2 separate regions of the Pan troglodytes genome follow, and region 1 is linked to region 2. The links are chromatin contacts, called in public HiChIP or PLAC-seq maps. All regions are on one chromosome and are shown on one strand. The core of a region is the stretch at or near the end of the contact, and the rest is flanking DNA. Distances in the headings are between cores, read along the strand shown. Region 1 holds the start of COX14 (cytochrome c oxidase assembly factor COX14). Region 2 holds the start of CERS5 (ceramide synthase 5).

Region 1 (5,860 bases), core at 1,934-4,433, 55 kb before region 2:
CTACTAAAAATACAAAAATTAGTCAGGCATGGTGGTGTGTGCCTGTAATCCCAGCTACTCAGGAGGCTGATGCAGGAGAATCGCTTGAACCTGGGAGGCGGAGGTTGCAGTGAGCCAAGATTGCACCACTGCACTCCAGCCTAGGCGACAGAGCGAGAGTCTGTCTCAAAAAAAAAAAAAAAAAAAAAAAACAGTGGGTTGCCCAGTTGGCACAGAAAATCCAAGCCAGAGAATCATGCAGGCCAGTTCAACATGGTAGGGAGCAGGGCAATTAGCAATCTGACCTTAAACCTAGGGCTAGGGAGTTCACATTCTCAGAAGGTAGAAACTCACAGCCATCCTTCTGAGCTCCAAGGTGGGAGGGCAAGGGACAGGAGGGTTAGGCAGTGAGTGGGGGTGGGGGTAGAGTGGACCAGGAGTGGGAGGCTAAGCTGAGCCTTTCCCTCTCCAATCTAGGTTTCCCTTGTTCATGGCTGTGTACAAGGTGTGCTACGAGGGCCAGCCAGTGGGTGAATTCATCCACTGCCTGCAGAATCATCCAGAACATATGTGAGTGGGGCCAGGGCCCAGGCCAGGCCGCTTTTTTACCCCAGTGGAGACCAGCAGAAGCCTGGGGTACCTAGTCACCAGGATCTCCAGGACTCCCAGGGAGCAGAGTCTTCTCATCTTTTCACTGGAGGACAGGAGGCTATGGGGCCCAGCTACGCACCTGGAGATCCTGAACTGTCAAGCCACTGGCAGCCTCATGCCACCACATTTGCCAGAAATGCAGTTGCCCTGTCCCTCTCCAGATGTGGGGCTTTCTCCATATCCTCTGGGAGGGGTGGAATCAAGCCCCAGTGCTGCCTGCTTGGTGGCGGGGGTGATGTATGTGGAGAAGGGTTGGGGGAGAGGCTGGTAGGGCAGGGGCTGCTAGTGGCTGTCTCACATACACCAGGAATCCTGTTAAAGGGCTGAAAAAGTATCTTAGCCACAAGAGCAATGAGGCAAGGATTGTCAGGGAGGGGTCTGGGCTTCTGAGCTGATGCAGGCCCCAAGGACCCCTTTGCTGACCTCTGCCAGGACCCACACAGCTTCGATGGATCTCAGTGTTTGTTAACAAAATACAAAGATCTCAAAGAAACCCCTTTTAGCTTCTCCTAGCAACATCTGTGTCCTCAGAAACCTCTGGTTCTCCCCCTTCCCCCTCCCCCAGGCTGCCCTGGCACCCAAATTGCTGCCATGCTGGCATCTGTAGCTCGGTGGCTTGACATTCTCCCCAGGGACTTCCTGGTTCCTAGTTCTTTGCCAGCTCCTCCCCACTCTGTGCGACCTTTCCAAGCCTTCCCTCACCCTCCCTGCCAGCACCCTCTTTGGGGAGCAGGAACTTAATCTGCTGACAGAGCTACACCTTTCATAACAGGCTCAGATCACTCAGCTCCCTGTGACCTTTGTATTCACCCAGGCTTCCTTCTCAGTAGCTCTAGCTGGGGGAGGTGTCAGCTGGGCCCCTCCTGTGCTATCTCCCCAGAGGACATCCCTGACTCCACCCCTTTCTTCCTCCCAAACTCTGCACCTCTTCCTCAGCTGCTCCAGACTGGCCAGGGTAACCAGCTAACCATGCCTGGCATCTGGAAGCCAGCAGGCTAGAGGGTGGCCCAAAGGCTGATGAACGGTAGGGAAGGGTGAGCAGATTCCTATGTTGGTGGGCACCAATATTCCAAGGGCAGCTCTCTTTGCTGAATGAGGGCCTTCTCGTGAGGTACTGACAACACCAGCAACTCGGGAGCTGGGAAACTCAAGGAGGAGGAAGAAAATCAAAACCACCCTACTCCCTGGGGTGAGGAAAGAACAGGAGGGGAGGAGGAGGAGTGTGCTCTGCACTTGCCTTGCTCCAGGATGGGGTGGCAGCAGACGAATGTCACAGGTCAGCAGCCTAGGCCTCCAGCTATAAATAGTCCGGAGGGCCCGAGAGGCTCCCGCCCGTCCAGCAGGGCTGTCAGCTTCCTGTGTGGCAGCACCTGGCACACTGGCTCTGGCCAGCATTATGCTAAAACCCTGTTACTCTCCAACGATCCGGGGAGGCGGGCTCCTCTCTGCGCCTATCCCTTGAGAATTCTGTCTTACCAGTGAAGGGTGGGGCTGCTCAGATCAGGCAGCAGGAGTGAGGGGCACAGTCACCCCAGGCCTTGCTGAGCCCAGGTCTGGGTACTGAGTGTCCAGAGCTGCCTCCCCAGGAGGTTAAGGTGGGGGCAAAGGGGAAGCTTCAAGCACTTTGCCTACTTTTGTTCACTCCCCAGTGCACTGTGACTCAGGCCTTCCCATCAGGCCTATTTGTCTACCCAATAAAGTGTGTTTTTTCCAGAAACAAGAAGAGTTGGGAGAGGGAGCTTCAGTGCATGTGGCAGTGCGTGTGCTGGCGCGTATCATTGCACGTATGTTTTCCCTCTTACCGTAGGAAAAATGAAAAAAGAAATCCCTCCTCCATAATCGCAGCTACTCCAGGGGTCAGCTGCGGTGCCCACTCAGTCCCCATCCCTCTCTCTCCCCTCCCGCCAGCGCCGCCTCCCGCCCTCGCCGCAAGCTGGCCCCGGCCTTGCCGGCCCTTCTTAGGGGCTTTATCATGCCTCCTGCAAGAATAGAGATCACACACGGGACGGAAACGTTAGACTCTCATCCCTTGTGCCCATTCCTTGGTCACGGGCCAAGCTGCCGCATCCTTGGCGGTCCAGGCATCGCGGTGCCCCTCGGGTCCCTACCTGGACTAGGCCCACAGCCGGGCTCTAGGGGGCGCGCGATCCACCTCCAGAAGGCCGGCTGCGAAAATCTACCCAGCTACTGGCGACGTCACCGCACCGTAGGCTGAGGATTGGCTGACTCTGATTTAGCATCCTAAAACTTCCGGTTCCAGAGCTTGGCTCGCCAAAGACCCTCCCTCGAGGGAGAGAAACCACAGCCCCCAGAATTCAGCGGGCCTCTCCGAGAGCACGGCGCGTCTGAGGATGCGTAGTAAGGATAACGGGCCCGGAAGCCGGAAGTTCAAAGCCGGCCTCCAGCCAGAGTGACTGCCTGCGCGGACTCCCGCCTTAGTGGGCGGAGTTGTGCCGCGTCTGATGCGCAGTTCCCTTTATAGCGTGGCAAGCCGAATCCTAGAGGCTAACCCGGCAGGTGGGAGGGAGAAAGTTGCTTTCTGGACCAATAGCTGAGGCGTTCAGGGTTGTCCAGGGACGCTACCCTCACGTGTCTCGTTCCGAGTGCTGCGTTCGGCTGTGCTGGGAAGTTGCGTAGACAGTGGCCTCGAGACCCTGCCTGCCTGAGGAGGCCTCGGTTGGACGCGAAGGAGCTGCAGCATCCAGGTACGCTGCCGGCTAGGGCCGAGAAGGGGCTGCCAGTCCCGCTGCCTGCGCGCCCACCTGGGTCAGTCTCCGCTTGCCGCGTCCTCCCATCCCCTAGTCTGCAGGCCTGGTGCCCTTGAATTCACCCGCTTCTGTTGCGTTGCGGACCGCGAGCTGCACTGCTTCCTGCCCAAGCCCAAGCTCCTCGCAGCAGTAGGTCAGCCTTGCTAGAGCTCAGCGCTAATCCTGTCAAACCTCGACTCCTGCCTGGCGTCTCGACCCTCCACGCTCCAACTCTGCCTCTTCCTTGCTTTATAGACCTCTGCGTCCTGATAAGTGGCTCTCCGGGGCACCCTTCGTGCATATCGGCTATCCAGCTCCACCTCTTGACCGCTTTCACTTCCTGGAATGCTCTCACTGCTCCTCTTCTCCAGCCCACTCTTCTAAAAAGACAGTTCCACTCCCACCCCGATTCCCACCCCTACACCTTTCTGCTAAGTTTTCTCAAGCCCCCACCCTGTCTTTGAGCTGTTGTCTCTGAACTCTCACAGTGCCTCTCCATGAGACCATAAGCTCCTGTATGACAGAAGCCATGTTCTTTTTAGCGGCCTCCGTAGCATAATGTACTTTATTTTATGTTATTTTATTTTATTTTATTTTGAGACAGGGTCTTGCTTTGTCGCTCAGGCTGCAGGTGTGCGCCACCACGCCCGGGTAATTTAAAAAAAAAGGTTGTTGTTGTTGTTGTTGTTGTTGTTGTTGTTGTTGTTGTTTTTAAATAGAGAAAAGGTCTCCCTATGTTGCCCAACCTGGTCTCCAACTCCTGAGCTCAAGCCATCCTCCCGCCTCGGCCTCCCAAAGTGTTGGGATTACCGGCGTGAGCCACCGTACCCGGCCGATGTACTACTCTCTAAGTGCCAAATAAAAAGTAGATAAAAGATGATGGATACCTTAAAAGCCCTGAGTTGACCACTATGCAGTGTATGCATGTAACAAAATCGCACTTCTACCCATACGTTTACGCAATTTTTTTTTTTTTTTTTTTTTTTGAGACGGAGTCTTGCTCTGTCGCCCAGGCTGGAGTCCGGTGGAGGGATCTCGGCTCACTACAAGCTCCGCCTTCCGGGTTCATGCCATTCTCCTGCCTCAGCCTCCAGAGTAGCTGGGACTACAGGTGCCTGCCACCACGCCCGGCTAATTTTTTGTATTTTTAGTAGAGATGGGGTTTCACTGTGTTAGCCAGGATGGTCTCGATATCCTGACCTCGTGATCCACCCGCCTCGGCCTCCCAAAGTGCTGGGATTACAGGCGTGAGCCACTGTACCCGGCCGTTATTTTATTTATTTATTTATTTATTTGTTTATTTATTTAATTTATTTTTTTGAGACGGAGTCTCACCCTGTCGCCCAGGCTGGAGTACAGTGGCGCGATCTCGGCTCACTGCAACCTCCGCCTCCCGGGTTCAAATGATTCTCCTGTCTCAGCCTCCTGAGTAGCTGGGATTACAGGCATGTGCCACCATGCCTGGCTAATTTTTGTATTTTTAGTCAAGACAGGGTTTTATCATATTGGCCAGGCTGGTCTCGAACTCCTGACCTCAGGTTATCTGCCCACTTCTGCCTCCCAAAGTACTGAGATTACAGGTGGCTCACGCCCAGCCTTTTTTTTTTCTTTATTATCATTATTATTATTATTTTTAGAGACACAGTCTTGCTCTGCAAGTGCAGGGCCGTGATCACAGCTCACTGCAGCCGCAAACTCGTTGGCTCAGGCAAGCCTCCCACCCAAACCTCCCTAGTAGCTGGGACTGCAGGTGCATGTCACCACACCCAGCTATGGTTCTCAATTTTTATTCTAGCCTAACACACTGGAAAGATACAGTACACCTCCATCAGTGGCAGTGACTTGATTCAGCAGTGGTTCTCAACCAGGAAGGGGGATGTAGTTAAATGAAAAAAAAAAAAAAACAGGTGTTTATGGAATTTTTTTTTTTTTGAGGGGTGGAGTTTCACTCGTTGCCCAGGCTGGAGTGCAGTGGCGCGATCTCAGCTCACCACAACCTCCGCCTCCTGGATTCAAGCGATTCTCCTGCCTCAGCCTCCTGAGTAGCTGGGATTACAGGCATGTGCTACCCCACGCCTGGCTAATTTTTGTATTTTTAGTAGAGATGGGGTTTTTCCGTGTTGGTCAGGCTGGTCTCGAGCTCCCAACCTCAGGTGATCCGCCCTCCTCGGCTTCCCAAAGTGCTGGGACTACAGGAGTGAGCCACTGCCGCCGGGCCTTGGAATTTCCTACCTGCCTTTTCTCCTTAATTGTTGCCTTATTTGAACTGTTGCTCCCTTGGCCTCTCTCTCTCTCTCTGGTCTTATCCTCTCCTTTGGTTTTGCTTATTACCTCCATATGTATTTGAAACATAGCTTCCCTTCTAAGCTGTATCTATCTCAATTTGTATTTCCATCTGCCTGATAGACATCATCACATGAATGTTGTGTTGAGTATCTTAATTTTTTTTTTTTTTTTTTTTTGAGATGGAGTCTCACTCTGTC
Region 2 (6,221 bases), core at 3,131-5,630:
CAGATGCATGCCACCACATCTGGCTAACATTTTTATTTTTTGTAGAATCAGGGTCTCGCTATGTTGCCCAGGCTGATCTCAAACTCCTGGTCTCAAGCAATTCTCTCACCTTGGCCTCCAAAGTGTTGGGATTACAGGTGTGAGCCACCATGCCAGGCCCCAATATTTATTTATTTTTGAGACGGAGTGTCGCTCTGTTGCCCAGGCTGGAGTCCAGTGGCACGATCTCAGCTCACTACAACCTCCACCTTCCAGGTTCAAGCCATTCTCCTGCCTCAGCCTCCCAAGTAGCTGGGATTACAGGCGCCCGCCACTACGCGGGGCTATTTTTGTACTTTTAGTAGAGATGAGATTTCATGTTGTTGGCCAGGCTGGTCTCAAACTCCTGACCTCAAGTGATCTGCCTGCCTCGGCCTCCCAAAGTGCTGGGATTACAGGTGTGAGCCAGCATGCAAGGCCATGCCCCGATATTTTTGATATGCCTTCTATTGCATTCTACAAGTGGCTCTAGGCCAGGGGCAGTGGCTCATGCCAGTAATCCCAAAACTTTGGGAAGCTGAGGCAGGAGGATGGCTTGAAGCCAGGAGCTCAGGCCTCTACAAAAATTTATTTTATTTATTTTTCTGAGACAGGGTCTCACTCTGTCACCCAGGCTGAAGTACAGTGGTTTGATCATGGCTCACTGCAGTCTCAACCTCCCGGGTTCAAGCAATCCTCCTGCCTCAGCCTCCCAAGTAGATGAGACTAGAGACTATAGGCATGCACCATCACACCCAGCTAATTTTTAAATTTTTTTGTAGAGACAAGGTTTCACCATGTTGCCAAGGCTGGTCTCAAACTCCTAGGCTCAAGTGATCTGCCCTCCTCGGCCTCCCAAAGTGCTGGGATTACAGGCATGAGCCACCATGCCCAGCCTCTACAATTTTTTTTTTTTTTTTTTTGAGACAGAGTTTTCCTCTGCTGCCCAGGCTGGAGTGCAACAGTGTGATCTTGGCTCACTGCAACCTCTGCCTCTCCAACTCAAGCAATTCTCATGCCTCAGCCTCCTGAGTAGCTGGGATTACAGGCATGTACCACTATGCTCAGCTAATTTTTATATTTTTAGTAGAGATGGGGTTTCACCATGTTGGCCAGGCTGGTCTCGAACTCCTGGCCTCAAGTGATCTCCCTGCCTCGGCCTCCCAAAGTGCTGGGATTACAGGTGTGAGCCACCATGCCCCGCTCCCCCAATTTTTTTTTTTTTTTTTTTTTAATTAGCTGGGCATAGTGGTGTGCACCTATGGTCCTGGCTACTTGGGAGGCTGAGGTGGGAGGATTGCTTGAGCCAAAGAGGTCGAGGCTGGAGTGAGCTTCGTGCCACTGCAGTCCAGCCTGGGTGAGACTGAGACCCTGTCTCAAAAACAACAATAAGAGTGGAGTGGTCTATTTTCTTTATGGAAGACCAGAACGGTAAAAGAGGAATTGGCAATTCAGCAGTGAATTATATTACTGAGGTAATGGGTCTTAAAAGAAACAAAATAGCAAGAGTGCTTCTAGGGTTAAACTTTCCTAAGAGCAAACATGAGACAAACAAGGTGCCTGTCCTTACTAGCCAAGAATTATCATACTAGAATGCTTTCAGCTCAGTATTCCCATCCACCTGTACTCCTCTGACACTGGAGCACCATAGAAACACTCAGATAGAATTCCCACAGGTAAAGGATCCCTTCCAGCAGCTCTGCCAGGGGATATATGTCTTCAGCCATCTGAGGGAACACTTTGGAATCTCAAGAGATACGTAAGTTTATATAAAATGGGTGTTTATAAGCAACAAACTATTTCCTCTTATTACTAACATGGGGAAATTTCCATATTGGCACATATTTATATGAAAAGCAGAGATGTTTTTCTATGAAAATCACCTTTTAAAAAAAAATTTTGTCCTGACTTGTGTATTTTCCTTTGTAGTGATTACATTGCCTTCCTCCTTTTTTTTTTTGGCCCTCATATACAGAGACTATCGAAGAGAGTACCTGGATCTAGTTTATTCCAAAGACAGACAAGCAGTTTGTGCCTCCACTCCAGGATGACTAAATACAACGATTACACATAAAAAGACAAAACAAGGCCGGGCGCGGCGGTTCACGCTTGTAATCCGAGCACTTTGGGAGGCCGAGGCGGGCGTATTACGAGGTCAGGAGATCGAGACCATCCTGGCTAAGACGGTGAATCCCCGTCTGTACTAAAAATACAAAAAATTAGCCGGACATGGTGGCGGGCGCCTGTAGTTTCAGCTACTCGGGAGGCTGAGGCAGAAGAATGGCGTGAACCCGGGAGGCGGAGCTTGCAGTGAGCTGAGATCGCGCCACTGCACTCCAGCCTGGGCGACAGAGCGAGACTCCATCTCAAAAAAAAAAAAAAAAAAAATGAAAAAAAGAAAACCTTGCTACACCAAGTTCCTGAGGGCCAAGGAAAGCCATTTAGATCTTTGGGTTTCATTTGCTTCACTTAAGCATCTTTATTTTTGCACTTGAACGTCTGGCAGAGCATTTTGATGATGATGCACAAATACTACGAATAAATGGATGCGTGACTAGCTAAATAGAACACAAGATTTTGAAAGACTTGAGTCAAAAACAGTAGGCAAATCAAAGAAGCAATCCCAAACAGATGCTATCTTTCAGAAATTAACAGATTATTTCACCTGCAACATATTCCCATCCTAGAAAGGGCATTCCTGCATTACAATCATTTATGCTTGGATAAAGGCAAAACGAACAGATGTCCAAGAACCACCCTCATTACCTGGCCTATGGCAGAAACATGTCTCCTTTCTTGGAGTCTGAGTAGACTTGATCAAAATCACCCACAGGTATAAATTCACATTATAATATCACACACCAAAGCCTCAGTGAATATCTTTATCTTGGACAAACATATGATCCATTCACTTAAAGGTGAAATCACGTGGTTGAACAAAGTATATTGCAATTCTGCTAAACTCATTTAGAAGCTGGCTTAAGGCCGGGTGCGGTGGCTCACGCCTGTAATCCCAGCACTTTGGGAGGCAGAGGCGGGCGGATCACTTGAGGTCAGGAGTTACAGACCAGCCTGGCCAACATGGCGAAACCCGGTCTCTACTAAAAATACAAAAAGTAGCCAGGGCGTGGTGGCGCCTGCCTGTAATTCCAGCTACTCGGGAGGCTGAGGCAGGAGAATCGCTTCAACAGGGGAGGCGGAGGTCGCGGTAAGCCGAGATCGTGCCATTGCACGCCAGCCTGGGCAACAAGAGCGAAACTCTGTCTCAAAAAAAAAAAAAAAAAAAAAAAGAATCTGGCTCAATATAGCTGTCCTCTGATAAAGCCCTGTGGCTCTCCTCCATGCCTTCGAACACTCCTCCTTCCATTTCAGGCCCCAAGGCCTGTTCTGCAACTAATCTGACATCTTTCCATTACTTTGGAAGCCTAGGGCTCCACCACACCCTATCCCAACCAGATTTCTACCCTCCTACCAACAAACGTGCATGAGTTGACATACCAAACCAACTCTTAGGGCCAAACTAATCCTGTTCCCCCCAATTCTCGGAAACTCAAGCGTCCTAACAAATCTTAAGAGTCTGATGAGTCCATTCCTTTCCCTTGGAACGTCTGGCCCTTGCGTTGACCCCTCGGCTTCCATGGTCACAACTAGCTCTGGTTCTCCTGGCCCCTTCCTATCCCTCTCTTCGGGGCCTCTGCCAGAGCTCACACTGAACCTGTTTCCTCATCTGTAGGACCCTTGGAGGTTGGGAGGAGGCCTATATAACCCCCCCAATCCAACTCCGGATCTAACATTGAAGGGTCCCAGCATTCCCCTAGACCCTCACTCTTTCTCTTGCCCACGCCCCAAACTCCTTCTCCATCTAGGCTACCACCTCGCCCACGCGCCTAGCATCACCCGCCGCGGCCCAAGCTCCCCCAGCCCCTGCTTCCGGGCTTTCCTTGCAGTTCTGCTTCCGGCCCTCGGCCCTTCCCACAGCGGGGCGCCCCCGGCCCGCGCCCGGCCCCCGAGCCGCTCGCTCCCGGGCTCTCACCGCTCGAAGAGCAGCCTCACGAAGAAGATGCCCGCCGCCAGCGGGAACACCGAGAGGATGTGCCGGCCGCGGGGGTAACCGTAGCCGTCGGCCGGCCCCTCCAGATCAGCCCAGCTCACGTTCTCGGGTAGCCAGAAGCGCTCGCTCCACAGCCAGCCCCACAGCAAGCTTAGGGGTCCCTGCGCTGTCGCCATCTTACGCCCACCCCGAAACCACCGCCGCCACAAGCGTCAGCTGCCGCCACAGCCAACGGAACCCGCGGGGAGGCGGCCCCAGGGCGGGGCCCGGCCGGCGGCCACCCCCTTCCGGCCCCTTCTGGTCACTGCCACGGATCCGCCCGCCTCCCTGGCAGGGCCGGGCCTCTTCACCGCCCATCTCTCCTCCCGGCCCATTTCCCTCACTGCAACCCGGGGACCGCCTCCGGGGATCCACGCCCCTTCCCGAGCCTCTGACTCGCCCAGCCCGGCCCTGGGACCACGCCTCGGGCGGCCCTGGGCCCGCCCTCTTTTGCTGCTGGTCTAGGCCACGCTTCTACTCCTCCCTCACTCTTCCATCCAGCCACGGCCACACCCCTTATTTCAGGCCTAGCTCCTTTACAGGGACATTCTCCTTTCTCAGCCTGTTGGAATCGAATCCGTTCCGGCTCCCACCCAGGCGGTACCTCTGTCTCCACTCCCGGAGGCCAGATCGATCTCTCAGGTCAGGGCTTCTCTTGGATGTCAGCTGGTCCTGCCCACTACTGTCCGCCACTAGAGTTCTTTTCGCTCCCAACCTTTTCTTCCCTTCGTGCCCCGTGACCTCAGCCTACTTTCACTGCTTTATCCCTTAAAAATTCGTCACTTTTCCTCAGAAAAAAATGGACTTAACAGTTTACAAAAGGCCGGGCGCGGTGGCTCACGCCTGTAATCCCAGCACTTTCAGAGGCCGAGGCTGGCGGATCACCTGAGGTCAGGAGTTCGAGACCAGCCTGGCCAACATGGCCAAACCCCGTCTCTACTAAAAATACAAAAATTAGCTGGGCCTGGTGGCGCTGTGCCTGTAATCCCAGCTACTCGGAAAGCTGGGACAGGAGAATCGCTTGAACCTGGGAGGCGGAGGTCGCAGTGAGCCGAGATCGCGCCATTGCACTCCAGCCTGGGCGACAGACCAAAGACTCCGTCCCAAAATAAAAATAAAAAAAGTTTACAAAAATCCTTTTATTCTTCTCTTGGGGAAAAGGAAATGGAAGAAAAACAAAGTGAAAAGGGAAGCACTCAAAAAGTATACGTAAAGGCAGGCCGGGTGTGGTGGCTCACGCCTGTAATCCCAGCACGTTGGAAGGCCAAGGCGGAAGAATCACCTGAGGTAAGGAGTTCGAGACCAGGCTGGCCATGGTGAAACCCCGTCCCTACTAAAAATACAAAAATTACCCGGGTGTGGTGGTGCATGCCTGTAATCCTAGCTACTCGGGAGGCTGAGGCAGGAGAATTGCTTGAGGCGGAGATCACAGTGAGCCGAGACCGCGCCATTGCCCTCCAGCCTAGGCAACAGAGCGTCTCAAAACAAAAACAAACATAAAAAGGCCGGGCGCGGCTCATCTGTAATCCCAACACTTTGGGAGGCCGAGGCGGGCGGATCATGAGGTCAGGAGATCGAGACCATACTGGCTAACACGGTGAAACCCCATATCTATTAAAATACAAAAAATTAGCCAGGCATGGTGGCGGGCGCCTGTAGTCTCAGCTACTTGGGAGGCTCAGGCAGGAGAATGGCGTGAACCCGGGAGGCGGAGCTTGCAGTGAGCCCAGATTGCACCACTACACTCCAGCCTGGGCGACAAAGTGAGACTCGTCTCAAAAAAAAAAAAAAAAAAAAAAAAAAAAAAAAAAAAAAAAGTATATCTAAAGGACCTAAAGGCAAAACAAAATAAATAGCCAATGTTTAATGAGGTTTCCTGTGTGCCAGGCACTGCATGGAACATTTTACACAGGTTATTTCACTCCTTCACCCTATAAAGTTGATCTTGTTATCCCCACTGGGTAAGTAAACTGAGGTCCAGTGAGGCCAAACAACTTGCCCAAAGTTATGTAGGTAAGAAGTGGTAGCTAGTGTTAAGTCAAGTTTAATCTAAAGCTGCCTCCTTACATATTTAAGTTCGGCCTGAAGGTTTTCTGTACATTGTGAACTGTAA

What was found. HiChIP or PLAC-seq counts read pairs in DNA pulled down with a chosen protein or histone mark.
Region 1: a contact with region 2 is called in an H3K4me3 HiChIP or PLAC-seq map of stem cell-derived excitatory neurons, with 5 times the contacts expected there. The contact joins the promoter of COX14 here to the promoter of CERS5 in region 2. A contact is called at or near these places in 1 of 7 Hi-C or Micro-C datasets (stem cell-derived neural progenitor cells) and 1 of 1 datasets of contacts at active chromatin or transcription factors (stem cell-derived excitatory neurons).

What each region holds. Positions count from the first base shown.
Region 1 is chr10:45,757,251-45,763,110 of NHGRI_mPanTro3-v2.0_pri, reverse strand. It overlaps COX14 (cytochrome c oxidase assembly factor COX14), which reads left to right and starts at 3,183. Exons shown (of 2, transcript XM_063786685.1): 1 at 3,183-3,335. GPD1 (glycerol-3-phosphate dehydrogenase 1) reads left to right here. Exons shown (of 8, transcript XM_001154939.6): 8 at 457-2,353. The coding sequence ends at 553.
Region 2 is chr10:45,702,868-45,709,088 of NHGRI_mPanTro3-v2.0_pri, reverse strand. CERS5 (ceramide synthase 5) reads right to left here and starts at 4,380. Exons shown (of 11, transcript XR_010148304.1): 1 at 4,052-4,380.